Linked DNA regions of Mus musculus: regions 1, 2, 4, 5, 6 and 7 are each linked to region 3. Evidence: chromatin contacts called from public HiChIP or PLAC-seq data. All regions are on one chromosome and are shown on one strand. Each heading gives the region's core, a stretch centred on a gene start, on an enhancer-like site or on the middle of the called end of the contact. The rest is flanking DNA. Distances are from core to core; before and after follow the strand shown. Region 1 has its middle 15 kb from the start of Gm45958. Region 2 overlaps 4933417E11Rik (RIKEN cDNA 4933417E11 gene). Region 3 holds the start of Atic (5-aminoimidazole-4-carboxamide ribonucleotide formyltransferase/IMP cyclohydrolase). Region 4 has its middle 39 kb from the start of Gm28818. Region 5 overlaps Gm28818 (a long non-coding RNA gene). Region 6 has its middle 55 kb from the start of 4933417E11Rik. Region 7 has its middle 18 kb from the start of Gm28818.

The links. HiChIP or PLAC-seq counts read pairs in DNA pulled down with a chosen protein or histone mark.
Region 1: a contact with region 3 is called in an HNF4G HiChIP or PLAC-seq map of pancreatic cancer cells. The contact joins the enhancer-like site here to the promoter of Atic in region 3. A contact is called at or near these places in 2 of 484 Hi-C or Micro-C datasets (nephron progenitors and uterus), 3 of 115 datasets of contacts at active chromatin or transcription factors (bone marrow-derived macrophages, embryonic stem cells and pancreatic cancer cells) and 1 of 9 other capture datasets (adipose tissue).
Region 2: a FOXA1 HiChIP or PLAC-seq map of pancreatic cancer cells shows a contact between it and region 3. The contact joins the enhancer-like site here to the promoter of Atic in region 3. A contact is called at or near these places in 4 of 39 promoter capture datasets (the 3T3-L1 cell line, the C10 cell line and pre-B cells), 1 of 15 datasets of contacts at CTCF or cohesin (the NIH/3T3 cell line), 1 of 484 Hi-C or Micro-C datasets (bone marrow-derived macrophages), 8 of 115 datasets of contacts at active chromatin or transcription factors (astrocytes, bone marrow-derived macrophages, craniofacial prominence and 3 more) and 1 of 9 other capture datasets (liver).
Region 4: a contact with region 3 is called in an H3K4me3 HiChIP or PLAC-seq map of bone marrow-derived macrophages, with 6 times the contacts expected there. The contact joins the enhancer-like site here to the promoter of Atic in region 3. A contact is called at or near these places in 3 of 39 promoter capture datasets (the 3T3-L1 cell line and hippocampal neurons), 5 of 115 datasets of contacts at active chromatin or transcription factors (bone marrow-derived macrophages, embryonic forebrain, microglia and 1 more) and 1 of 9 other capture datasets (adipose tissue).
Region 5: a contact with region 3 is called in an H3K4me3 HiChIP or PLAC-seq map of bone marrow-derived macrophages, with 3 times the contacts expected there. The contact joins the enhancer-like site here to the promoter of Atic in region 3. A contact is called at or near these places in 7 of 115 datasets of contacts at active chromatin or transcription factors (astrocytes, bone marrow-derived macrophages, embryonic forebrain and 4 more) and 1 of 9 other capture datasets (adipose tissue).
Region 6: a contact with region 3 is called in an H3K27ac HiChIP or PLAC-seq map of embryonic stem cells, with 3 times the contacts expected there. The contact joins the enhancer-like site here to the promoter of Atic in region 3. A contact is called at or near these places in 8 of 39 promoter capture datasets (the 3T3-L1 cell line, 3T3-L1-derived adipocytes, cranial neural crest and 5 more), 1 of 484 Hi-C or Micro-C datasets (bone marrow-derived macrophages), 13 of 115 datasets of contacts at active chromatin or transcription factors (acute myeloid leukemia, astrocytes, bone marrow-derived macrophages and 8 more) and 2 of 9 other capture datasets (embryonic stem cells and pancreatic islet).
Region 7: an H3K4me3 HiChIP or PLAC-seq map of bone marrow-derived macrophages shows a contact between it and region 3, with 7 times the contacts expected there. The contact joins the enhancer-like site here to the promoter of Atic in region 3. A contact is called at or near these places in 2 of 39 promoter capture datasets (the 3T3-L1 cell line and hippocampal neurons), 1 of 484 Hi-C or Micro-C datasets (granulocyte-monocyte progenitors) and 6 of 115 datasets of contacts at active chromatin or transcription factors (the NIH/3T3 cell line, astrocytes, bone marrow-derived macrophages and 3 more).

Annotation. Positions count from the first base shown.
Region 1 is chr1:71,835,974-71,839,745 of GRCm38.p6, forward strand. No RefSeq gene overlaps it. Among named protein-coding and RNA genes, the nearest start is that of Gm45958, 15 kb to the left of the region's middle. Within about 2 kb of position 1,473, at least 71 of the 459 cell types and tissues checked have an H3K27ac peak or open chromatin away from gene starts, as enhancers often do. A contact at or near this core is called in pancreatic cancer cells and uterus, where this site is marked.
Region 2 is chr1:71,968,991-71,972,629 of GRCm38.p6, forward strand. All of the region lies in intron 1 of 4933417E11Rik (RIKEN cDNA 4933417E11 gene), which reads right to left. Among named protein-coding and RNA genes, the nearest start is that of 4933417E11Rik, 34 kb to the right of the region's middle. Within about 2 kb of position 1,656, at least 17 of the 459 cell types and tissues checked have an H3K27ac peak or open chromatin away from gene starts, as enhancers often do. A contact at or near this core is called in the NIH/3T3 cell line and pancreatic cancer cells, where this site is marked.
Region 3 is chr1:71,555,068-71,558,736 of GRCm38.p6, forward strand. It overlaps Atic (5-aminoimidazole-4-carboxamide ribonucleotide formyltransferase/IMP cyclohydrolase), which reads left to right and starts at 2,089. Exons shown (of 16, transcript NM_026195.3): 1 at 2,089-2,207; 2 at 2,430-2,556. The coding sequence starts at 2,189.
Region 4 is chr1:71,936,747-71,940,468 of GRCm38.p6, forward strand. No RefSeq gene overlaps it. Among named protein-coding and RNA genes, the nearest start is that of Gm28818, 39 kb to the left of the region's middle. Within about 2 kb of position 1,380, at least 66 of the 459 cell types and tissues checked have an H3K27ac peak or open chromatin away from gene starts, as enhancers often do. A contact at or near this core is called in adipose tissue, bone marrow-derived macrophages and pancreatic cancer cells, where this site is marked.
Region 5 is chr1:71,892,229-71,895,916 of GRCm38.p6, forward strand. It overlaps Gm28818 (a long non-coding RNA gene), which reads right to left. Exons shown (of 3, transcript XR_373492.3): 3 at 1,607-3,159. Among named protein-coding and RNA genes, the nearest start is that of Gm28818, 5.2 kb to the right of the region's middle. Within about 2 kb of position 1,568, at least 91 of the 459 cell types and tissues checked have an H3K27ac peak or open chromatin away from gene starts, as enhancers often do. A contact at or near this core is called in adipose tissue, astrocytes, bone marrow-derived macrophages and 2 more, where this site is marked.
Region 6 is chr1:72,058,621-72,062,212 of GRCm38.p6, forward strand. No RefSeq gene overlaps it. Among named protein-coding and RNA genes, the nearest start is that of 4933417E11Rik, 55 kb to the left of the region's middle. Within about 2 kb of position 2,016, at least 29 of the 459 cell types and tissues checked have an H3K27ac peak or open chromatin away from gene starts, as enhancers often do.
Region 7 is chr1:71,915,087-71,918,595 of GRCm38.p6, forward strand. No RefSeq gene overlaps it. Among named protein-coding and RNA genes, the nearest start is that of Gm28818, 18 kb to the left of the region's middle. Within about 2 kb of position 2,090, at least 26 of the 459 cell types and tissues checked have an H3K27ac peak or open chromatin away from gene starts, as enhancers often do. A contact at or near this core is called in the NIH/3T3 cell line and bone marrow-derived macrophages, where this site is marked.

The sequences.
Region 1 (3,772 bases), core at 223-2,722, 280 kb after region 3:
GCCCCTCTGCCTCAACATCTCTCTCTTCTCTTGTGCTCTCCTCCCCAGCTTGCTGGCCTGTGCTCATTGTACACATACATTGAGAGGTAGGACCTATGAGGAAAGAATAGATGTGATGTCTGTCTGAGTCTGGATCACCTTGCTCAATACAGCACTTTTGGGGTTATTTCCTTTTCTTCATAGCTGAATGAGACTCCAGTGTGTTATTGTACCCCATTTTCATTACCCATGCAGCTAGACATCTGGGCAAAGCATTTTAAGTATTTATGTTTAACTGTTCCCCATTAAGAAAGAGTTAATACAGCCCCTTTTCTCAGTAATCCAGGGTATAGACTCAGGTACTTTGAGTACATTCCTGACATGAAACATGATATTATAGCATGCTTCCTTCTAGTAAAGACACTTAAGGCTATGCTCTGCGATTTTGAAAAAGCATTTCTTAATTTTATTTCTTCATGCTTTCTTTTACTTTCATTGCTACTTTTTAAAAAATCATTTCCGTGGAGCTGGAGAGATGGCTCAGCGGTTAAGAGCACTGACTGCTTTTCCAGAGGTCCTGAGTTCAATTCCCAGCAACCACATGGTGGCTCACAACCATCTGTAATGGGCATCCGATGCCATCTTCTGGTGTGTCCAAAGACGGTGACAGTGTACTCACATACATACATATAATAAATAAATCTTTAAAAAAGAAAGAAAATGTTTAAAAAATCATTTCCATGGCAGCTTAAAGCATATTGCCCCCCAACTACAGCTTAACTATTAGATTTCAAAATTTAAGTGTCTTTGCTCGCATGCTATAACCAAGCAGAATTTTTCATTTTGATTTTGAGTTATTGTATCTGGCAACTACAAAATAAGTAAAAGACTGTTTCTTCTCTTCAAAAAAACTCTCTCAGGGAACAGAACTGGGGCAATGGGGAATTAGTGTTTGAGGAACCAGCCATTGCAGGGTCTGGCAAGAAAAGCCCTCTAAGGACCGGGTCGACTGTGGGCACAAGTCAACCTTTCCTCAGATTCTTCTAGTGCATCCTTTACGGCCGCTAATGATTAGATTTATTCAAAGTTGCTGTTTTTAATTATCCCATTTCGCCGCCGCCATCAGTAGTATGAATTTAAGCGTTATTTTTTGCTGCGTGTTGCTCTTAGGAGAGAACGGACAGCTTCGAAGCTTCCCTTTTTTCACCAGCTGAGAACGGTAACCTAACCCATCCACCCCACCAGATCTGACCTTCAAGAACACAGCGTGCCTCTAGCATGGGATAAAACTGGAGGGAACAGACAGTCTGTGGCCCCAACTAAGAAAGGGGGAGCGACGCGCGATAAGAACTGTGGTTTCAGATATCCTTAATGAAAAATCTCCAAGGCCATTTTTCACCAGCGTTGATGCTGTCAAGAGCTTTGCTTCCCGGCTCTTCTTTCCTGGGGATCCCTCTGTTTGGTCACTGGGATGTTTGGACTTTGGCCAGGCTGTGTTTGCATTCCCCAGGTAACTCTGTCTCAGTTCCGCCCAGGAATGACTCACGGGTCTGAAACGGATAGATCACTGGTTTTATTTTTCACCCCAAGCTGGTTTCTTATGTTCGTTCTTGAACAGAGAGTAAAGCGGGGTTGGGTTGGGTTTGTTTGTTTGTTTGTTTGTTTGGATGGTTTTTGTTGTTGGTTGGTTGGTTGGTTTTTTTCCCCCCACTTTTGTATTTCTGTTTGTGTATTGCTGGCTCAGAAAGCCAAAAATGCACCAGACATTTTCTTCAGTAGTTTTATTTATTTAACCGGTATTTTTATTGAGGGGAAGGGGTGAGAGGGAGGGGTACACATGAGGAAAGCAATCAACTTGTTAATAAATGACAAGGAGAAAGAAAAGGCACATCGTTAGTAACTTCTGATTTATGAGTCTGAAGGACCCGTCACACAGAGCCGAAGAGTGATTTTAATTAGCTGCAGGACTGAAATGCCTTGTCAGCGCCGCACATTAAGGACGTGCCCTCTGATGAGTGAGCAGCCAGGAAAGGGGGCCATGGAAGACTCGAGGAGAGGCCAGCTGCAAACACAAAGCGGCAGACTCAAGCATTGCTGCCTGCCATCTGTGTGCTGCCAACAAAGGTTTCACCGCAGCGCTGCTTGTCCCTTGGACTTCTTTACATCCGGGTCACTGTTAGCCGGTGCTGAGCATTCTGGGAAACTCTTTCTCTGTCAGTTTATCCTTCCCGGAAATACCACCAGCATCTCAGAGGGGTGTCTCTTTAGGTGATTCCAGACTCAATCAAATTGACAATCAATATTAGCCATCACAGTGACAAATATCGATAGCAGAACTACTTCTGTCAACATTCAAAGCAATTCCTTTGGCCAGTAAGATAGCTCAGTGGGTAACAGCTCTCGCCACCAAGCCTGATGACTTGAGATTCTGTTTTCCGGTAGTAGGTAAATTGTTCTTTGACCCGCATACTTATGCTGTGGCCAATACGTGCTTATACATGGGCACACATTCACTAAATAAATATTAGAATTCTGTTTAAAGGAAGACAATTCCTGGGGCTGGAGAAATGGCTCAGTGGCTAAGAGCACATATTGCTCTTCTTGAGGACCAGAGTTCCAGTCCCAGCACTCGCATCATGTGGCTTACAACTGCCTGTAATCCCAGCCCCAGGAAACCCTGACACCTCTGATCTCTGTGGGCATTTGCGTTCATGTGCATGCACCCACACACATACACATGATTAAAACAACAAAAATAATCTTTAAAAGAATAGAAAAGCAATTCCTTTATGAACTTTATGCCATATGCAAGTAGACATGTCATTCCAGGAGTCTGAGACAACTTGTCCCATTACAATAAATAAGTGTAGTGGGTTATGAGGAAACTGAAGCGAAATGTAGTGTCAGAAGATCCTTGTGGAAGTTTGAATGAGAATGGTCCTGCAGAAACATGTATTTCAATATTTCTTCTCCATTTGATGGAACTGTTTGGGAAAGATTAGGAGGTGTGGCTTTGTTGGATGTGTGGCCTTGTTGGAGAAGGTGTGGTCTTGTTAGAGGAGGTGTAGCCTTGTTGGAGGAGGTGTGGCACTGCGAGTGGGCTTTGAGGCTTCAACGGACTTTTTACCAATCCCAGTGTCTCTCTTACCCTCCTGGTTGTGGATCAAGATAAGAGATTTCAGCTGTCATCATAAACTCACTGGACCCTCTGGAACCTGAAACCAAATAAATTCTTCTATAAGCTGCCTTGGTCACAGTGTCTCATCACAGCAGCAACAACAATAAATGAACTAAGATAGTCCTGAACTTTTATGAGATGCAGAGAGCATGGTCTTCATGGGGGCTGAGAACTGGGTTACTTTTCAATATTAGTATCTTCAGTGACCGACCTCCTTCATGTTGGAGGCTGGATGCCAATGCTCAAACGGCTGTACACCAGCTACATGTTGTCTAACAGCCAACAAACTAGCCTCCCTCATGAGAATGTCCCTAATTGTGCAGAGGGAGGCACAGAGCTCCACAAAGCACTTCCTAGAAAGGGATGGGCCATAACAGAAACAGAACTTCTCAATGCAGTGTGAAGAGACTGGACAGTCCCTTGAAACATCATCTAGAATGAATAACAGAAAATAGTAACATACGTTAGAAATTTCTGGAGAATCCTGGCTGAGTCTTCCACTGCTTCCACACTGTCTTAGTTAGGGTTCTGTTGTTGTGAAGAGACACCATGACCATGGCAACTCTTGTAATGGAAAACATTTAATTGGGGTTGGCTTACAGTTTCACAGGTTCA
Region 2 (3,639 bases), core at 406-2,905, 410 kb after region 3:
AACTTCTCTTTCCTTAAAAGGAAAGAAATGTATTCATGCATGTATTTTGTGTATGTGGGTGCTTTGTCTGCATGCACATCCACACAGCAGAAGAAGGCACTGGATCCCGTTATAGATGGTTAAAGCTGTCATGTGGGCTGTGAGAATTGAACTCAGGACCTCTGGAACATCAACCAGTGCTCTTAACCACTGAGCTCTCTCCAGACCCTCCTTTCTCTCTTCTTCAAAACCACCTTTACTTAGTGTCGACTTCAGAAACTCTTTTCCCCTTGATTTGATCTAAGCTAGATTTAATTCAGTGGCACATGCCTCTAGTCCCAGCGACTCAAGAGACTGAGGTTAGAGAGACATTTGAGCCCAGAAGTTCAAGGCCTTCTTAGGAAATACAGCAAGACCCACCTCTAAATTCATCCAGCCAGCCAGCAATCAATACCTATACTTGATAAAGTTGTAAATTACCAGAAGAAATAAGAAAGTAAAAATAAGTAACAACATATCTCTTCACCCCCTGTCTATTCAGTAAATAAAAATTTACTGCGTTTTTATGCTGAGGGAAGGGATAGAGCTACTAAGCTACTGTACCTTGGACATTCAAAGCTCTGGAGAGAGTATGTCCATAATCCTGACACAAGGTTTCCTCACTGAAGGCCCATAGATCAGTAGCTAGCACACAGCAGATACTACATAGGCATCTATATGGGGGTGGTGGTAGTGGTAACAATCCCATTTGTATTTGTCTTTAATAGAGAATCTCTTGTCCATACTCCAGCTAACCGTTACCTTATCTCTCACTGGGCTCCCCTCCCTATCTAGAGACTTGGCACCTATATCAGTCTATTCTAAATACTCTTCCCAACCGACATTTATCAAGGAATCTTTTCTTTTTTTAGTGTGCATGCCATGTACCTATGAGTGTGGGTGTACCTTGGCTGTTATTCCTTGGGTGTTATTCACCTTGGGAGGAGGGACGGTTGTTTGGTTGTTTGGTTGGTTGGTTGGTTGATTGATTGGTTGGTTAGTTGGTTTTGAGGCAAAGTCTCTCACGTGATCCATAATTCACCAAGTAGGCTAAGCTGACTGGCTGGTGAAGCCCAGGATCTACCTGTCTCTGTTTCCCCAACACTAGAATCACCTACCACCACCACACTCAACTTTGTCTACATGAGTTGCTCAGGATTAACTCTGGTCCTCTGCAAATTAAGCACTTTACTAGCAGAGCCATTGCCTCGGCCCAAGATTTTTTTGTTTATGTGGTTCTTGGAGAGAGAGAGAGAGAGAGAGAGAGAGAGAGAGAGTTCACAGATTAAACTACTCTCCATCATTAATACTCAGAAAAGAAAAATGTGCAGTCAGGTCTCAGCACTGTCCCTTCTTGAATTCCATCCATCTGCTGCCTGGATGGTGCTGACAAAACCTCTATTTCACTTTATAGATTCGTTCATTCAGTAATTTCCCTGTTGATTCATTGGTCTCAAGTCAACCTGTCAACATTCTGCCTTGTAGATTCAAGAACACAATTGCGTAGGAAGGGAAGGTAAATGTTGGCTTTCCTCTGCAGGAGACAAGAAGATGATTCATCCCTCAACATTCTTCTGCTTTAAGGCCATTTCCAGGAATGCCAGGAAGCAAGAATGAAGTCAGCAGCCAATGCGCAGACGAAGACATTTTTGTGCTGTGTCGATTCATAAGACCATTGGTTGCTACTACTGGAGAGATCCTACTGCATTCAGGATGGTCAATAATCACCAGCTAATTGCAAACGCCAGTCAACACAGCAACTCCCAACACACATACACACACAGCCTGACTCATTCGCCATAAGTCCAGGTTTCCCCAGCCTGTAAACATAAATAAGAAAGGTCATTTTTTCTATTATTTATGGCAACTCAAGACTCCATTTATCAAACAAGCTGGGTCTCAGCCTCTTTCCCTGGGAATCCTCCAAGGTGGTGGTAGTTTATGTACTTTCCTGAGTCAGTTGGTCTCTGCTTCCTCAAGTTCAGGCCATCAATCTCTAATCTGTCCATGGGCCACTTAGGCCAACTGCCAGCTGCCATTTACTCCTTTAGAATACTGCCGACCCATTTCTGGCAATTGCTGCTGCTTCTGTGCTGTTCTTGCTTGGGGAAGAAAGGAAGAGAGCAAGGCACCTCTCCTCTAGGTATGCAAGAAATGCTGCTGTACACAATACAACCTAGACGCTCATCCCTGACAAGTCTTGAGACCAAAGAAAGGAACTGTAACTTTGCTATTCCAAACCAGTTCCATCCCTCAGCATCACCTAGAGCCTGACAGTAATTCATCTTCTCAGGTCTCATCCCATCTTCCTAAAACATAACCCGAATGCCAGTAAGATTCTCGGGTCACAAGTATGCATTTTGAAGTTCAAGAAACATACATTTCAACACAGAAGGACTTTTATCTTCGAGTCAGGAACCTACTATTGCCTTGCTGGACCCATTCACTGTCCTTCTCCATCTTGTGTTGAGCTCAAGATGCTAACCTCTGTTAAAACACACTAACAGGACTTCCTCTACCAATCAAGAAACAACAGTGAACAAATGAATCCTTGATGACAGAAGATATTTTGTACTTTACCCAAGAAGTGTGTGTGTGTGAGAGAGAGAGAGATATGAAATATTCTCTATATAATATTCACTTGTGATTTGCTAAGCTTCCTTTGAGACACATATATGGCAATACTTTTGGAATGTGTAACAAGAGAAGTAGGTGACAATATTACCAGCACCAAGCACAATTATCTAAAATAGCCATATGTTTTTCTACACATAAAAAAAAAATGCCAAGTCTATACTAAGAAACCAACATTCCTCATGAAGAGGCTGGCTAAGCCAACAAAACCCACGGGGTACAGAGTGGAATTGGTGGGCTGTTGGGTGCCACCTGATCCTTCTTACAAACAATATTCTGATAAGTGATTTGTTTGCATTCTTCAGCCTGACTATAACTCTAATGGCCGTGCTCAGTTCCATCTGAAATTACTTAGCCCAGCTGATCTAGGCGAAAAGAACATTTTAGAGTTTTGTATAATGAGCACTACCTCGCAGGCAGTGAGTTGGCCCATTCGTGTGGTTTCTAAGCCAAAAATTCTTCCTCCTCTTAGCAATGGAATCACATAAAAGATCCCCAGAGAACTTACTCAGATGAGCCCAGAGAAGAGGGCTGAAGAAGAGTGAGTCTGTCCTTGGCAGTGTGGGGCGAGTCAGCTGACTCTGTGGGCCTCCTGGGCTTTCGAATCTCTGGACCACCTCCTGTGCTTTTAGATTTCATCATTTTCTCCTAATGTGAAGAGTGGCTTTGTCAAGTCTATGAGAAGCTCTCAGAAGACACTGAGAAGGTAAAAGGCAGAATTACAGTAACTCTGCTCATTGCATTCATAACCCAGGATTGTGGACTTTTATATTTCTAAATGATCTCTGTTTTACATGGAAAGAAAAATGGTGAGCATAAGCACTAACATAAGCAGAAAAACACAATATTAATGAGAAGCAAAATTATATATGAAGAGTCTAGGTATGGCTCTTACAATGTATATAAGAAAAATGTGTTTTTAATTAAATAATGTAGTAATTATAAAGTAAATGTTACAGCTTACCAGTCGCAAGAGAACTTAAGACC
Region 3 (3,669 bases), core at 839-3,338:
AGGCTGGTCAGGGCTACAGAACAATTACTGTACCAGTGTTATAAGAAAGGCAAGGAAGATTGCCCTAAGGAAGTGACTTTGTCCAGGGTGATCAAACAACTAAAAACAGAACTCATTTTTTCTTCCTGTTACTAACATGAAACAAGCACCAAGTCTGTATTCTAAAACTATGAGAGAATGGAATCAAGGCTAATCACTGTAAATAGCTTTAAATAAAAGAAAGGAATGTGTCTTGCCCTGTTACCAGAAGCCCTAGTTAATTCAGTTTAATACCTTGGTTTTTGTTTGTTTGTTTGTTTGTTTGTTTTTAACTGGTGTTTTCTTACTGCCCCAGGGTATGTGTCTGCACTTTCTTCCCAAGTTGAGCTCCTGGGCAGGTAAGGAGGTCATAGCTTTCCTTCTTTATGTCCGGGAGAAAGGGCTAAATATTTGCCTATGTATTATTTTTTCAATGTGGAAAATGTCTAGTGTCTAAGCGCTGTTTATTTCCTTTTATTGTTTATTGCTTTCTCTGCTTTCTAGTTCCTGTAGAAATCTAATGTGGTTGGCCAGGGAAGTCCCCTGGAAGTCCAGGAGCACCAGGCTCACACATGTAAACAAACCTTCACGCAGGCAAAACACCCATATACTTAAAATAAAATTTTAAAGATAAGATAAAGAGAAATATTTCTTGGAAACACCTTTGCCCACTGAGCCACTCACTTGTTCTTCCTGAATTTTGACTATTTCATACCCTCTTATAGTAGCTAACTAAAGGCTGATTACAATCTTATATGCGTGGAACTAATTATTCTAATATCTGTCACCTTTTGTTGTTTGTTTAACATTTTTGAGACAAGGTCTTGCTGTTTCTTTGGCAGGTATGGGACTTAAAGTGTGGACCAAACTAGCTCCAAACTTGCAATGATCTTTCTGAACCTTGTTCACCTCTGTACATTGAAAGTTGTGAACACATCCTGAAGACACTCTCATGATCCTAATATATCTTCCTTAGAAACATGAGAGGTGTTCAGAGCAAGGAGTTAACACGTTCTGAGGTCAGAAAAATGAGATAGATATTTGATCAATAGATATTTGGAGAAGGAAAAAGAGATTGGACTATTAGAGAGGAAAGACAAGAAGCAGACTAGCATCCAAATAATAGGAAAATGGACTTTGCACAGATTGGGAGACTAGACTGGAAATAAAAAGCTAAGCTTTCTATAGAATTGTACAATTTTAGGCTCCTTTATAGAATTTTTAAGTTCTTTTTTGGAATTGTATTAAAGAACATTACAAAAGAAAACATAATCAAAAAATTAATTCTAAACATTAATGTTAAAAATAGGGCTGTTAGCCGGGCAGTGGTGGCACATGCCTTTAATCCCAGCACTTGGGAGGCAGAGGCAGGCTGATTTCTGAGTTCGAAGCCAGCCTGGTTACAGAGTGAGTTCCAGGACAGCCAGGAATACATAGAGAAACCCTGTCTCGGAAAAAAAAAAAAAATAGGGCTGTGTATACAGCAAGATATGTTTATTTTGTGCCAAAGGTGTCACTTTTATTAAAAAGAAGCAGATGAGCTCAATTTTGCTATTCCTATTTTTAATAACTTAAGTCTTGAAACCTTTACTCCTGCCACCTGGGCTTGAAGGAAAAGAGCATTTTACACATGGTGATCTTGATGTAAATTCCAGGCCATTTTATAATGTGGTATGAAAAACTTCAAATGACGGTCATTTTACTTCTTTGGGGCTCTCAACTGTGGAGGCAATGACTTCATGCGTAGGTCTCCCAGACCTGTAAAAGGGAGACCATAGCAGAAGGCTTCTCTAATCCTTTCTGACATCGTCAGACAGGGTCTGTTTAGTCCTCTCGCTAGTTTCCCCCAATCAGTGCTCCAGCCGCCGCGGCCCCACCTCCCGGGACCTCAGCAGCAGCACCCCAGATGCGCGCGAACCGCGAGTCCCCACGCCCAGATCTGGGTTCGGAAAGAGGAAGCCCGCGGCTACAGATCCCAGGCTCCGGAGTTAGCAGCCGCCCCGCCCAGCGGCGCCTTCCACCCTAGGCTGCAGCTCACTGGAGGAGGGGCGGGACCTCGGGGTCACGTGGGGTCGACACGCCCTGCCCACTGCTTCCTGAACCGCGGGGTCCGGCCTGCCTGCCTACGCACGTGGCCTGTCCGTCCCTTGACTCCGCGACCCAACGCAGCATGGCTCCGTCTCAGCTTGGTGAGGCCCTCGCGATGCATCATAGGGGTCCTGCCTGCACCATCCCCGCCACCCACTCATGCCGCTGGCCGAGCTGGGGAGGCCCCGGGCCCGGCCTGCAGGCTGGGTGTCCCCAGTGCTGGGCCCTGGGCCTGCAGTTGCATGAGTCCCCTTCCCAGGAGTCCTCCCCGGGAGATCTCGGTGCCAGAAGCCGCGAGTAATGAGAACTGCCTTCTCTTTCAGCCCTGTTCAGTGTGTCTGACAAAACTGGCCTCGTGGAATTTGCCAGAAGTCTCGCGTCTCTTGGTTTGAGTCTGGTCGCTTCCGGAGGCACGGCAAAAGCGATCAGGGATGCTGGCCTGGCAGTCAGGTAAGGCAGTAGGTAGCGTTAAAGGGAGAAAAACGTTGTGACCATATTCACCAGAAAGCCATGCAAAAAACTGACAAAACACAGGGAGAAGTTAGGTTAGAACTAGGGAGCCTTGAGTTTTAGAGTCCTAGCACCCAGCCACTGTTTGCAAACAAATTAACTTCGGAGGGCCATGTGTTATGCAGAATAAACACGAATGTTCAGGTTCCATGGCCTGGCTTTGACTGGTTGCACAGTTAGACTGTAACATCTTTGAAGATCTGTATCTCCCTCTTCATAGCCTCACCCATCAGAAAGTACCAGTGGCTCGATCACACTCATCTCCTGACTAACAGTGGGAAGGGTTTGACAAGAGATGTCAGGAGATGACCCTGAAGGTCTGGAAGGTAGAAAAGGAAAAAGACCTTAGTTCCCTGGCTGTTTTCATTGCCATTATAACTCTTGGTTTGTGGAGAATCCCTATAGAGGTAAATTATTCACCTCTTCATAACTCTTGTTTGTGTAAGCAGTACATAACCCCTGTACATTTGACAGCTTCAGACAGCAAGAATGCCTTTACTTAGTAAATGTCTTCAGTGGATTCTCTTGTGACTTATGGGAGTCCGGAGCATCAGGGACAGCAGACAAGTAGGCTCCTGTGAGGTGCAGTTGAGTTACTGTGGAGCTGGTATGGGTAGGCCATTGTTGCTGTGGCATTTACGATGAAGTACGAGGAGTTCTTGCATTGTCTATCGCCTAGTTTAAATGTTTCTCAGATGGTCATTCATATTTCCACGCCACTGCCCAGTATTTGCTTGCCCCGTTACGCCTTCTCGTATTCTTTTGGTGGTATGGAAGACTGACCCCAATGTCCAGTCCACTCCTGAGCTGTATCCCTAGTTCATTTTTTATGCTTTGCTTCAGAAACTTTTAAAACTTAGAGCCAGGGTCTCTGTAGGTTGCCCAGGCTGGCCTTGAACTTGTGATCCTCCTGCCTCTTCCTCCTTGAGTGAGTTGGAGTATGGATATCTTTTAGAAATTAGAACTATGTCCTGTTAAAGAGTAAGTGTTTTTGTTTGTTTATGCGGGTCCTGGTGCATGGGAGACAAACTTTGTACACCTGAGCCATATTTC
Region 4 (3,722 bases), core at 130-2,629, 380 kb after region 3:
CACTTTTTTGACTTGGAGGATATGGGAACTTCACCTAAAGAAAGAGAATCAACTGTCATCAACTAAAAACTGCCATCAAGGAGTGCCAGCTCCCCTCAGAACTTCACTTCCAGAGGTTCCCCTTTGTGGTCCAGGGCGTGCCTGAAATGGATACAGGCATCGGAAGTTCTCAGGGTCCTTTATCAGTGTGAGCATCCCTTGAAGACATGATCCGTGTTTCCTCCTAGGCCAGGAAGTCTTTGTGCTTAACAAATGCTGACCATTTAGTTGGCTGCTAAAAGGTTCTCAGAGATCTGCCAAACACAGATAGCCTTTCATGTAGCCAGGTACTTGTTGATTCCATCTGACTTCAAAGGCTGGAGGAGCTGGGGTGGGGGTGGGGGTGTTCCTTGGTAATTCTCAGTTGATGAGTGAGAGAATCTTCAACTCCCACATTATCTCCCCTTGATCCACCACAGCTTCCATACAAGCACAGCTCATTTCTTTGTGCTTTGTTTGAGGGGTGTGTGTGTGTGTGTGTGTGTGTGTATGCTGGCGGGGAGGGTAAAGTAGATTGTTGTTACAGCAGTGCTGGTCACAGAGAGAGCAGCACAGGCCAGCAATGTACTGCTGAGCTATACTCCCAGACCTTTCTCTGTTTACTTAAAATGTTTGCCCTGGAAAGGTGAGATTTCCAGCATCATACAGAGGATAACTAAACTCAGTGTACTTAGTAAGAGTTTGTGTATCTTCTACGTGAAAAGCATATGCAAGGTCTTAGGGATAAGAGCCTCTCCTGTATGCCTTGAGTTTATAAACGTAAAAGCCCAAGACTTGGTGATGTGAATCTCGGCCCTGCTGCTTCCCAGCTGTGTGACTTAAGGCAGGTTAAGGAATGTCTCTGGATTTGTCACCCCACAAGCAAAATAAACATAACTCCCACTCCCAAGATGTCTGTGAGAATTTAGACAATACCTGAATTCTGCACAGACTTTCACGCATGCTCAAGACTTGATGAGAGACACTGTCCTGACCATTCTCCCTCTTCTGGATTTATTATTGTTAATATACTGACCTTTGAAGAAGATTCTCTGAGAAGTTTGCCATGGTTAATGCACTGGGTTAAATTACTTTCTCAAAGCAGTTACTCCGTCATCTGACTGGGCCCTAAAGGACCTTTCGAAAGAATTTTTCACTTGATGGGAAATTCTGATGAAGGTTCATGAGCACTGGGCCTGAGGCAGGTTCTGAGGGCAGAGGCTAAGGAGATGCTCCCAGAAGATACTGGATGGAGTCCGTGAGGAAAGCTGTTAACTGCGCCTCCCACGTCCTATAAACATCACATGAACAAGTACTGCCATGAGCAGGCAAGAGGCCTCTGTGTCCCAGCGGTGTGCAGAGTGCAAAGAGCAGCCTGGTGTCCTGCTCCAGTCTCCTTCTCTTGCTCTCACTTAGAGGGAACTGCGTAGAAGCGCCATTTGCGGCAGCTTTTAAGACGCTGCTTTTCTGCAAATCCTTGAACAAATATTAACTCATTCATCATCTCCTCACCTCTGAGAGTTGAGGAAGCAGGACCTGAGTAGAGGTGGGAATGTCATAATCCCATCTGTAAATTACAGTGCCAGCAGCGTTCATTAACAGACCCGGCTGAGACTTCAGGAAGCTAATTGCTCTCTCTTCCCTGCCACAGGATTCGCTCCAAAGGTGTTTGCACAGAATGGGGAACCTTCAATGCTGCCCTGCTGTAAGCCAGTTAGTTGGCCGTTTTGTGGCTCAAAAGATAACGGCAAGGAGAAAGAGAGAGGAAGGAGGCAGGAGAGGAGGAGGAAGGAGGAGGGAGAGAAGAGGGAGGAGGAAGAGAAAAAGAGGAAGAGAGAGAGGTAGGAGGGGTATGAGGAGAATTCCCTTTTTCAGATTTATTATGAACTATTAGTTAAACATTTTCAAGTGGGGGAAGTGCTGGTTAAAAGATACGCACCAACCACAAACATTTGAAAGCAGAATTGCAATGATTTCCACTGTGTCTGGTTGAATTAAGGCGTGCCCAGAAAGTTGTGCAACTGAAAGTCCTCCCAAACAATGAAGACGGTGATTGATGGCCCGGCCAGGACTCAAAAGTAAAAACAGGAGGTTGAGTAACCCCTACATAGGACTGTCTGCATGAAACTACGTTTACAGATGTTACAAAGTGGATCTTCCGCTGGCATGAGAGAGAGAAGTCGATGTTTGAGAAAATCTTTGGTTCCTTGGCTAGGAAGCCCTAGGTAGATTCTCTGCCCCAGTAGGTGCCCCCTAATCTCTTTCCACGAAACACCCGTAGCACACTAACCTCCTGCCCTATAGACTTTGCGTCATGATTTTCTTCCTGTCCTAGACAGGTTGGAAATAAGCAGGGCTCCCCAACTCTTCACTTGTCCCTGTTCTCTCCATCATTCCTTAAACCCCTTTTCTTTCTAGGATAATCACTGTGATAACTGGAGAAAAATAGTCTTACAAACGTGAGGGATGTGTATTTAAAATAAAGCCTAAAGTCATGTGGCCCCTCCCCGATTGTGTGAACGGGTCTTTTAGTGCTTAAAACATCAGTGGTAAACTTCTGTCTGCTGGAATACAATAAATCACCTTTCACCCTGTCCCAGGTAGACCTTAAAAAAATATTCTCTCTCTCTCTCTCTCTCTCTCTCTCTCTCTCTCTCTCTCTCTCTCTCTCCCTCCCTCCCTCCCTCCCTCCCTTCCCCCTTCCCTCCCTCCCTCCCTACCTCTCTCACTCTTGCTTCTGCCGCTTCTGTTCATACTTTGCACAAGATGCGCAAAGAGAGAGCAATTCACCTTACTCTTGTTAAAGAACCTACTCCATGGTGAGCATCATGACATTTAGTGTGACCTCGGAGAGGACGGTGACTGTCAGGTCCCATTACTCTGTCCTTCAGAGCCACCACTGGAAGTCACTCCAGAGGCCCCAGCAAAATGTTAGGTTGCTATCATGGACTCTCTTTCTTCTTAAATGAAAATCTCCCACGCTAGACATTCAGGAGAACTAATAATTTATAGATAGATAGATAATATGAGTGCTCAACACACTTGCTGCTATGGTGGTATCAGGTGGGATTTTGCATCTTCTAAATTAGAAAATATCAGAGGAAAAACAAGCTAAATATCCAAGATTTCATGGTTTCTTCAAACTTAAAGGTCATGGATCATTCTAACAAAATAAATTCCAAATTGCTCTAATTCATATATTTCAAATTTGCATCAATCTGTTGTTAAACAATTACTTTGATGCTCAAGGGAAGTTTGATATATATATTTAAGTTACTGAATCACCAGGCAGAGTAGCACACACCTTTAATCCTAGCATTTGGGAGGCAAAGGCAGGTAGATCTCTGTGAGTTCGAGGCCAGCCTTGTCTAGAAAATGAATTCCAGGACTATGTAGAGAGACTGTCGCAAAAATAAATACATACATACATACATACATACATACATACATACATACATAAATGTGAGTTACTGTGGACTTTTCTCTTGAAATTTCAAAGTGGACTAGAGAGATGGCTCAGCAGTTAAGAACACTGGTAGTTCTTCCAGAGAACCTTAGTTCCATTCCTAGCACCTACACAGTGGCTCATAACTACCTAAACTCTAGTCCCAGAGATCTGATATTGTCTTCTGGCCTCTGTGGGCACAGCAAGCATGTGGTGCATCAATATGCTAGCAAAACTCTCATATATACAAAATAAAAAT
Region 5 (3,688 bases), core at 318-2,817, 340 kb after region 3:
CGTGGAAGAGCCCATCCTGGAGAGTGCTGTGTGACGCAAAGATGTCAGGCTGGAGGAAAGTCATCAAAGAACAAGAGATGCTATCAGAGGAAGACAGGAAGACCCAGGAAACACGGTGGCCAAATTGCAAAGGACAGTAGCAGAAGGAACACCAGCGGGGAAGAGAAGCCTCACTGCTCAGTTTAGTCTGCATCACCAGGTATCAGAGGCTAAGAGATTGCTATAGGAAGACAGAGGAAATGGGATATCAAAAGGCATTCTATCCCTACAGCAGTGGCTCCCAACCTTCCTGATGCTGTGACCCTTTAATATGCTCCCTTGTGTGAGCCCCCAACCATAATATCATTTTCCTTGCTACTTCATAACTATAACTTTGTTACTGTTGTGAATCATAATGTAAGTGTTTGTGTTTTCCAATGGTCTGAAGGTCACCTCTGTGAAAGGCTCCCTCAACCCCTTAGGGGGTCGCGCCCCACAGGTTGAGAACCCCTGCTTTGCAGGAAGTAGTTTGTCCTACTCTGGTCCTATGTTATCATTGTGGCAATGTTTCCATGTGAAAGTTCCTACAAACAGCCCACCTTACCCTTCTCCATGCGTTCTAAGATGTCATCATTTCCCACTGGGTTAGGAGGATCCTCTGGCTATGTCTTTACACTCTCTAACTACATATGTTTTAAGGTTTATTTATTTTTATTTTATACCTATGAGTGTTTTCTTGTCTGTGTGTCTGCTCACTTTGTGCATTCAGTACTGGTGAAGGCTGGAAGAAGGACTCGAATCCTCTAACTCTGGACCTGACCTTACAGACCATTGTCAGCAATTATGTGGATGCCGGGAATTGAACCCCCAGTTCTCTAGAAGACTCACAAGTGCTCTTCACGGCTGAGCCATCTCTCCAGCCTCTCTTCAACTTCTTTTAAGCATCTAAATTCAATGATAAATTTTGCCAGAAAAATATCCCTGCATTGCTGGTCTGTCTCCTAAGCCACGGGTCCAGGGGAATCTAATCACACTTTGCTTAGCCCATATGTTTCAGAGGGAGTTGAGAATACCAGAGAACCAACTGGTCCTTTCAGAGCCAGAGAAAAGTTTTGATTGGTATAGAATCTTAATGATGTCATTTCGCATGTAGTTACCATAGGCTGGTAAGATGGCTTAGTGGACAAAAGCCCCTACCGCCAAAGTGTGGCAACCTGAATTCAATATCTAGGACCAGATGCAAAGAGGAGAGAGCCAAATCCTGCAAGTTTTCCCTGACTTCCACGTGTGTGCCCGGGTACACGTACACTTGTGTGTAAGTAAATAAATGTCATTTCAATTTTTACAGCAAACGCAGTAGAAAAAGCCGAGTGCCTTTGGGAGCTCTGCTTGCTCACATTTTCTCAAGCTTCCTCCTTTGGAGGATAGGATCTGCTCTCATCACTGAGCCATGCAAGGATGCTAATAAACAAACAAACAAAAAAAATCACTTTTGAACAGCGTTTTTCATCAGCATTCTGTTTCCGAGCCTACCGAGTGACTCATCCTGAGACTGGGTGCTGCAGCCCCTGCCCCGGGGAATGGCTGAGTGAGTGACTAATAGTTCACACTGGAGAGAGAGAGCAGGAAGTTGGCTCTGCGTTTATTATTGGAACCAGACACTAAGGAGCTGTTTTAAAAAGCACTTGAAAATACTTGAGCCCCAAGGAATGTTGCTTGCTTACCTACTTTGCATCATTCTTGCTGTTAAGGTTAAAGGTGACTTTGCCTCTAAATGGGCTTTGGAGGTGTGACAATAAATTAAGTGGTGAGAGATATTTGGATTTTGACGCTAAAAGAAAAGCACGTCACAAGTTACTAGTAGAAAGAAATAAAACCTCTGTACTGGCTAGTTTTGTGTTAACTTGACACAGCTGGAGTTATCACAGAGAAAGGAGCTTCAGTTGAGGAAATGCCTCCATGAGATCCAACTGTAAGGCATTTTCTCAGTTAGTGATCAAGGGGGAAAGGCCCCTTGTGGGTGGTGCCATCTCTGGGCTGGTAGTCTTGGTTCTATAAGAGATCAGGTTGAGCAAGTCAGGGGAGGCAAGCTAGTAAAGAACATCCCTCGATGGCTTCTGTATCAGCTCCTGCTTCCTGACCTGCTTGAGTTCCAGTCTTGACTTCCTTCAGTGATGAACAGCAGTATGGAAGTGTAAGCCGAATAAACCCTTTCCTCCCCAACTTGCTTCTTGGTCATGATGTTTATGCAGGAATAGAAACCCTGACAAAGACAACCTCTAACTGATCTTGACTTACATGTTGCTTTTGTTGTCTGGTGAGATGAGATTCAATTGGCAGACATCTTTCAGCTGGGAGTCAGGGTTCCCTTCTAACACCAAGCCAACAATGAGACTCCATTCTTAGACGATGATGGTGATGATAGTGATGGTGGTGATGGTGGTGGTGGTGATGTTGTTGTTGTTGTTGGTGATGATGATGATAATGATGATGGACGTGATCAGTAACTTTGGATACAGAGATAGCTTAGTTTATAAAGTATTGGAGGACCTAAGGTTGATCTCCAGCAAACACATGTGAAAATATGATGAGAAGTCCTGTGTCTGCAAACCCAGCAGTGGGGAGGAATTGACACAGTGAATCTCTGGGGCTGGATGCCAAGACAGCCTGGACTATTTGTCAAATTCCAGGTCCCAGTGAGAGACATTGTCTTTAAAAAGATGGTGGATGGTGTCTGAGGAACAATACATGAAGCTGACTTCTGTCCTCTATATACACAGACAGACAGACAGACAGACAGACAGACACAAATAAGCTAAAATGCAATTATTATCTCTCTCATTGGTTTGGGTAGGAAAACTGTTCTTAGCTTGTGGATTAATATTATTTGGCGACTGGACCAGTCTTTTTGTGAAAAGATATTTCTTCTCTTTCTCTACCTGTTCAGTGTTTCCTCACACCACACTTAACAATGCAGCAAGAACTCTGTCCGTAGACCAATACTGTCAGTCAACCCGCCACCAGGTTAGCATCAAGGCGAAGGAAAGCCGTCAAAATGACCTCATCCCAAGCTGGACCTTAGCTGAGCTCTTGAATCTTCTTTCCCACCAAACCAGAGAACCACAGGAGAAATCGGATTTTTCACGTGCCTTCTCTCCCTTCTTTGCAGATTCACCGTACCTAGTAAAACAGTGAAAACCCTGAGGTCTTAAGGTCGTTAGACCAGCAGACAACCACAGGCACTGTCAGATTGCTTTATCCCATTAACAGTTTTATAAATAATAGCTGAAGGTTATGTTTGCTCCACAGAGGTGAACTTAACATTTATAAACTATAAAACTCTGTCCTCACACACGGAGAAGCTGACGTTGATCTCTCAGTTTGTAAGCCGGTACCACAGAGCAGTTGCCCTCCCTGTCTCTGCAGGTCAGTTTACACACAATTCACCAGGCCAAAAGGTAAAGATGGCCCTTTCTGACTTTTTAAAATTTTGAATAAAAGCAGAACCAATTTAGCAAAAAGATGTTGGCGTTTTTAATTCTCCATTTTCATGCTTAAAGATGCTGAATTATTTAAGGTATCTATTCACATATCTCCCCACCAATAAAACATGGTTCACCAAGAATTTGTAGAAATCAGCTCCTCAATGTATTCTCCTGTTTTTCTCCTACTAAATATGACTCATATTCTCCTCCATTGTTCTTAAACG
Region 6 (3,592 bases), core at 766-3,265, 500 kb after region 3:
GTCAAGAGAGGAAGACAGGAAGAAGATCAGACGTTCCATGTCATCCACGGCTACACAGTGAGTTAGTTCTCTGGAGCCTCTCCGTTAGAGCACTATACCAGTCACAAGCCCCTGCCTCCTAATACCATAACCCTTATACAGACATAATGCAAAGGGAGGGTTCCAGTGTACGAACTTAAGGAGGGCACAAACATTCAAATCATAACAACCTTTTCCCTCAATTTCCCTTCCCTGCAATCTTATGCTTTTGTGTTTTCCTCCTTCCAACCTCAGTCACCCCCATCCTCCGGTCTCCTATGAGTCAAGTGCCTCTGCATCAGCCCAGTGAGCATGCCCACTGTGGGCTAAGCAGCTCCTTGGAGATCTGTGCATTGACTGTCACGTATTAGGAGAGAATTAGAGTGGCCAGAACTGCACACTCGCCTCAGAAAATCATCAGCCTCACTTTGCAGCCCTACTTCCCACTGTGATCATCGTGACAGGACACAGCCACACACACATTACCTCCTCATCTGTGGTAGTTATCTACTTCCCATTCCTCAGGTCATCTGGGATGCTAGCCATGAGTGATGCACAATTATCTGTGAGCAAGCACCTCAAAGATCCCTTTCTTCCTACTGACCTAAGAGTCATGGTGATGAGGACCAAAAGCAACAAAGAGCAAGCACACACACAAATACTAAGCTATAGTAAGCTAAAGTAGGTGAGCATGTGTCCATTATAAATGAGAGCAACTTTAAATAAATCTCAGCAATTGTGGTCACATAATAGAGTAGAAGGTGGGTGGAGGCATCAGAAACACAAAAACAAACAAACAAACACAACCAAAAAACTCAACTAAGAAGGGGCGTACCCAAGCACCTGAAGGGATCTGCAATCCTATAGGTGGAACAATAATATGAACTAACCAATTACCCCCCACCCCCAGCTCGTGTCTCTAGCTGCATATGAATCAGAAGATGGCCTAGTCGGCCATCAGTGGAAAGAGAGGCCAATTGGTCGTGCAATCTTTATCTGCCTTAGTACAGGGGAACGACAGGGCCAAAAAGTGGGAGTGGGTGGGGGAGGGAGTGGGGGGGGAGCATGTGGGGGACTTTTGGGATAGCATTGGAAATGTAAATGAAATAAATACCCAATTTTAAAAAAAGAAAGAAAGAAAGAAAAAGTTACTCTAGTATTTATTAAGGGCAAATGGACCACAGCAATAAAGAAGAGGAAAAGCGGGGACTCATACCTACCCCAAGAGCAGGATAAAAGGACCACTGATGTGGATGTTGGAATTGTTGAGGAAAAACAGGGAATTGTTAAGAGCAAACATGAGGTTTAAGAGGGATTCTTGCAGAACACAGGGCAGGGTATCCAGAGGGGTAATGAGAGATGAGAAACTAGATTAACTTAGATCAGACACGGCAGTGGTCTGGTACCAGTGTGTGTGTGTGTGTGTGTGTGTGTGTGTGTGTGTGTGTAATTTGGGCTGAACATAGAGGTCTTCTTGCTCTTGAGAACAAGGACAGCCTACCACAAACGTTTTAAAGAAGGCTGGCTACAGCTGAGTTGGAAAAAGACGTTTGTCAATAAACACCCCATCCTTCTTACAGAATTTCTCTCCAAAACCCTTCTTCTCTGCTCAAACTTTGGGAAGCTTTGTTCTTTGTTTCATGAGACAGCAAGAAGCATTGTTTTGTTTTGAAATAAGATAGAGACAAATAATGGTAATGACAAACCTCTTCCTCCCAGCAAGGAAGCATTTTTGCATTTGTGATGCATTTTTAGGTGGGTGACCTCCTACCTGCAATGTCCCCAAAGCACAGCCACAAAGAACTGAAAAAAAAAGGAAACTTAGCACTGAGAGCCAAGGGGTTAATATTACGGTTCCAGGGCCGCCCTCTAAACAACACAATCAGTCAACTGTTTTTCCTGCCTCTCCAGCAAAAACACATGTTCCAGCTTACTCCACACTGCTCCAACTATTGCAAATGCATTGCAGTAAAGGGTTTTCCTATGAAAATATCCCATACTATTTAAAGTAACTGCAAACATCTGCAGGCTTGCTTTTGTTACATTGTCTCCCATCGTTAGCGGGACCATGTCTGTCTGTCCACCACTGTTTCTCCCCTTCGGTTATGTGTTACAGATGGATTTTTACTGCCTTTTTGATCTCCTCCTCCCCTCAAACCTTTCAGAATTTTGTTTTTAGCAGGGTGTTTCTCAAAGTGTGCTCTGTGGATGCTCTTTGGTGAGCTTAGCATTTCGCAGGTAGAAAGCCATTGGTGAATGCCTTCCAGTACTTAATTGAAAATATAAGGTTGTTTCCCCCGGCCTCTTTGTCAGCACAGATGGTTTTGCTCATGTGGATACTTTAAATTATATTTTAGTGTTAAGTATATTAATTTACAGAGCATAACAATTTAGAGATTTATTTACCAATATTAAAAACATTACCTTTGACACAAAAATCTGGGCTTAAATACATATTTCAAATATGGCAAAGCCTTTAGAACTGTTTTTCTTTTAAGTTTTTGAAATAGCATCAAAACATCTGGTCCATGGGTTGCTGGCAAGCACCTCTTTCCTCCTTCTATTGTCTTGGTATCTTCATCACGTATACATCTTCATATCTTAGAAAATGACATAAGAGAGCTGAGGAGATGGCTTTTTCTGTTTGTTGTTTGCTGTTTACAAGAGGAAAGGCCTGAATTACAATACCCAGAACCCTCATAGAAAACTTGGCACAGTAGCACCTGTAACCCTGGTGGGGAAGAGTGGAGAGGCAGGCAGATCCCCAGAGCTGGTCTAGCCAATCCGTTAGCTTAAGGTTTAATGAAAAATAGTGTGGCAAATGATAGAAGAATACAGCCAGCACTGACCTGCACCCCATGCATACACATATGCACCAAAGAGAGAGAGAGAAAGAGAGAGAGAGAGAGAGAGAGAGAGAGAGAGAGAGAGAGAGGAAAAAGGAGGAGGAGAAGCAGCATAATATTATTGTGGATTTGTTTACATAACAAAATTTTCTAACATTCATCATTTCCTATCAGATTATAACTTTGCATTTGTCATTTAAGCCCTGGTAAATGCAGGATGCCATCTGGGTGCACTAGGAGACAGACAGGAAGATAAACAAAGGGTTAATTGGCAGTAGCATCCATGAAAGGGCATCGGACAGGGCTGGGCAGGGCAAGCCATCAGACAGTGATAGGGACTTAAGGAAAATCTCTGGCAAGCAGAGAGCAAAGCTAGCCCATAGGAGGAGTTCCACTCTGAAGAGACAAGGCTAGACTCTTCTGCCGCTGCCTCCCTCAGCTATGGGCTTCCCCAAGAAGAACAGAACCTCTGGGGGTAAGCCTTGACAGACCAGCAAGCTTCTAGGAGATGTTCACTAACTATGCTCCTCCCAACTGACAGCAACAGCTTTCCTGAAGGAGAGGCAGAGCAAGTGCATCTCAGGTTCAGCCACAAATGGGATCCTGTTTTACTTTAAGCAAACAAGGAGTCAAATACAGCCGCTTGGAAAAAAAAAAAAAGGAAATCACAAGACTAATAGAAGTAAACATTGCATCCGAATATATAAATATGTACATTTTAACGTCAG
Region 7 (3,509 bases), core at 840-3,339, 360 kb after region 3:
TTTATTTATACCTCTGTGAGCATGTATATGTTTGTGTATGAGTGTGTTCAGGTCCATGTCTGTACACGTGTGTGGAGGAGGCCGGAGATTGACATCGCCTACCTTTCTCATTCACTTATTGAGTCAGCTTTTCATCCAAACCTGGAACTCACCAACTCAGCAAGCCAGCTGGCCAGCAGCTCAGGGAAAGCTTTTATCTCCACCTCTCTAGCACAGGGATTTGTGCATGAATGCACCTCCCCACCAGGCATTTTACAGGGATGTAGTGGCTCAAACTCTGATCCTCACGAGTTTGTAGCAAGCACTCTATCAACTGAATCATCTCCAAGGCTTTTCTTTACTCTATTTGACAAATATCTAAGATGTCCTGTGGTATACCAGGCACCATCCTTACGACAGAGGATCATCGCGATAAGAGTCACTGTCCCTAGGAGTTCCTTATTCCCAGCCCTCTTCCTTCTACCCTCTTCTCTCTCTGGAAGACAGAATTCAGGAATTCAGATAGTGATCAGTCCTGTTATTCGTGGGTGGCTGATAAGGTTCAGTCTTGATAAAAGACTCTCTGGCTATCTCCAGACTCTTCTGGACAATGTAAGGAAAGACCAAGAACTGCTCCTAATCTTCCCTTATCAGATGGACAGCAGAAGTGAAATGTTCAGCATTCGGCCAAACCTGATGCCTACACAGGCATCCTGGGCAAGGATTCCAGATGCAGGATAAGCCAAGAGAACATTACATTGTTGTGTTTAAGAGGCTCCTGATAAATACATTCCAAATTGATTTAGAGCCTTAAGTAAAGCCCCTTTAAGTGTAAACACACTAAACATTTCAAAAATCAGTAAAGGACCATTGAAACAGCTTAGTAGGTGAAGTGCTTACCACAAGCCTGGCCACCTATGAATTTTCTCTGAGTCTATGACATCTATAGAAGGGACTATGAGAGGAGCAAAGCCATTCATAATGGCTTCTTAAGCTGATGGCCAGCAGGTGTGTGTGTGTGTGTGTGTGTGTGTGTGTGTGTGTGTGTGTGTGTATTTTTATCTTGCAAGTCCTTTTGGTATCATTCTATGCCCTCTGGGTTAGCTGAGGATGAATGACTTGCTGAATTCTCTGGAAGTTTTAGTAAGCTTAGAAACAAAGCTAGAAAGAGAGGGGGAAGGGCAGAGTGGCAAGATGGTGTGTGTGTGTGTGTGTGTGTGTGTGTGTATGAGAGGGAGAGAGAGAGAGAGAAAGAGAGAGAGAGAAAGAGAGGGGGGGATATATGTGTCAGGGACAAAAGGATAGCTTATGGGAGTCAGTTCTGTCTACCATGTAGATCCTGGGGTTTAATTCAAGCCCTTTGGCTTGATAGCAAGTGCCTTTGTCCACTGAACCACCTCACCAGCCCTATACATTTCTGTGTTCATGCCAGAGGTAGGTGTAAACTGACAAACCTCACAAACTTTGGATCACATGCTTGATGTTCTAGGTAAGAAATGAATAGGACAGATTTAAGTGAGGGCCACAGTGTGGATATTCCTTCCTTTCTTTCTTTTCTAATGCACTAAGAAAGAAAATGAATTGACTGGATTTTGATCAGTTCAGGTTTAAAAGAGCTGATCCAGAAATGAGTCTCTTTGTTGCACATCAAATCCTGTATCTTTATCTTTGTTGCACATCAAGTCCTGTGTCCTGTGAATAAATCAAAGCAAGTTAGAGAAATATGTATTGACTCTTTGTAAAGGATACTGACATGGTGCTGGTGTCAGATGCACTTGTCGCAGGTTCTGCACCAACGACACCTGGAGCTGCTTCCCAGGACTCTCAGAGCGTCATGATAACCAGATTTGGTTTTGTGTGGTGTCTTTGCCTTCCACCTACATCACCCATCACTCACCCATTACCTCTCCATCTCAGCCTTCATAGGCTAGCTACGTAGAAAAACATCAGGCTCAAAACAGGCTAGGCAGAGCTGTCTTCAGAGAGACAAGGGCCGTGTCCATAGCTACCATTAAATGAAAAGTGTTTTCCTTGTGTTGAGCTCATGAAGATCCATATTCTTAGACACAGAGCCAAAAATAATGGGCTTGCTTTTCCCGGTGTGGGAGGGACCCTGCCCTATGACCCAAGCTGCCCACACAACCACTGAGTAAGAGCCTTGTGACCTCTTAGAGGAAACATCCTGACTGAAAACAAGGAATTGTCACTTTAAATTGAAAAGTGTTTTGGTTTTTTTTCCTTTTTCCCTTGAGTCTTGAGTTAGTTAAAACACTCTGAAAGTTCATTGTGGTTTTAGTATAAATAACAAAACTATTATATGTAGCAGTAGGAAAGTAGTCATCACTGGTGGCTATGTTCCATCTTTTATATTGAAAACCTTAGGATTGGGGAAAAGCATTTGCATTGATGTCTCTCCCTGTTGGAAATAAGATGAGAATAAATTCAGGAGACAAGTGAAAATGAAGCAGTTCCTAATTTACAGTTCTATAGAAAGGGACGGTGTCTTAGAGAAAAGGCAAAACTGAATGGTGTACTGATTGGGAACAAACTGGCTTAAAAATCTCCCAATCAGGAGTCAATAAATTCCTGTCCTTTTCTTCTGTAGGCTAGGATTTGTCCCTTCCCCAAGTCCCACATTGATTGGGCTAGGACACAGCCTCAGATAATATCTAATTCCAGGCTCATGGACTCAGTCATATAGCAAACTACTTGTAACTTCTCAACTCTCCCCGTGTTCTGAGATGGACAGACGTCGGCCACGAGCTAGGGAAGAAAGGGTTCTATCACCTCCCACTTGCCTGTAACTAGAATCACCTCATATTAAAATGCAATCTATTATATTTCTTGTTTGTTTGTTTGTTTGTTTGTTTCAAGACAGGGTTTCTCTGTATATCCCTTACTGTCCTGGAATTCACCTTGTAAACGGTTTTAACACACAAACACAATTTTGTTTGTTTAAGTTCTACACAGCAATAAAAATGACTGTTTCAGTTTTCTCAGATGATGTTAGAGCTGTATCATGGGCACTCCTTGTCCAACTTGCAAGCAGTTTCCCTAAAGAGTCTCCATTCCCTAGCCTTCCCTTCCCCAGTCCCCTCTTTCCTAGATTGTTTACGGATTATATAAAGTTGGGGACAAACCTTGTGAATCGTGTAGCTGTCTAAGCCTCCTGAGCCCTGTAACTTCTGTTAGCTTTCTGGACCCTGTAAAGTTTCTTACTTTTCTACACTGGTTTGTTTTTTGTCAACTCGATACAATACTAGAATCATTTGAGAAGAGGGAACTGCAATTGAGAAAATGCTCCATAAGAGTGGCCTGTGAACAATCCTGAGAGGCGTTTTCTTGACTGGTGATTGGTATAAGAAAGTTCCAGTCCATTGTAAATGGTGCCATCCCTGGGCTGATGGTCCTGAGATGTCTAAGAAAGCAAGCCAGGAGGAACAATTCGGTAAGCAACACTCTTCCATGACTTCTGCTTCAGTTTTTGCCTCTAGGTTCCTGCCTTAAATTCCTGCCCTCACTTAGCTGAC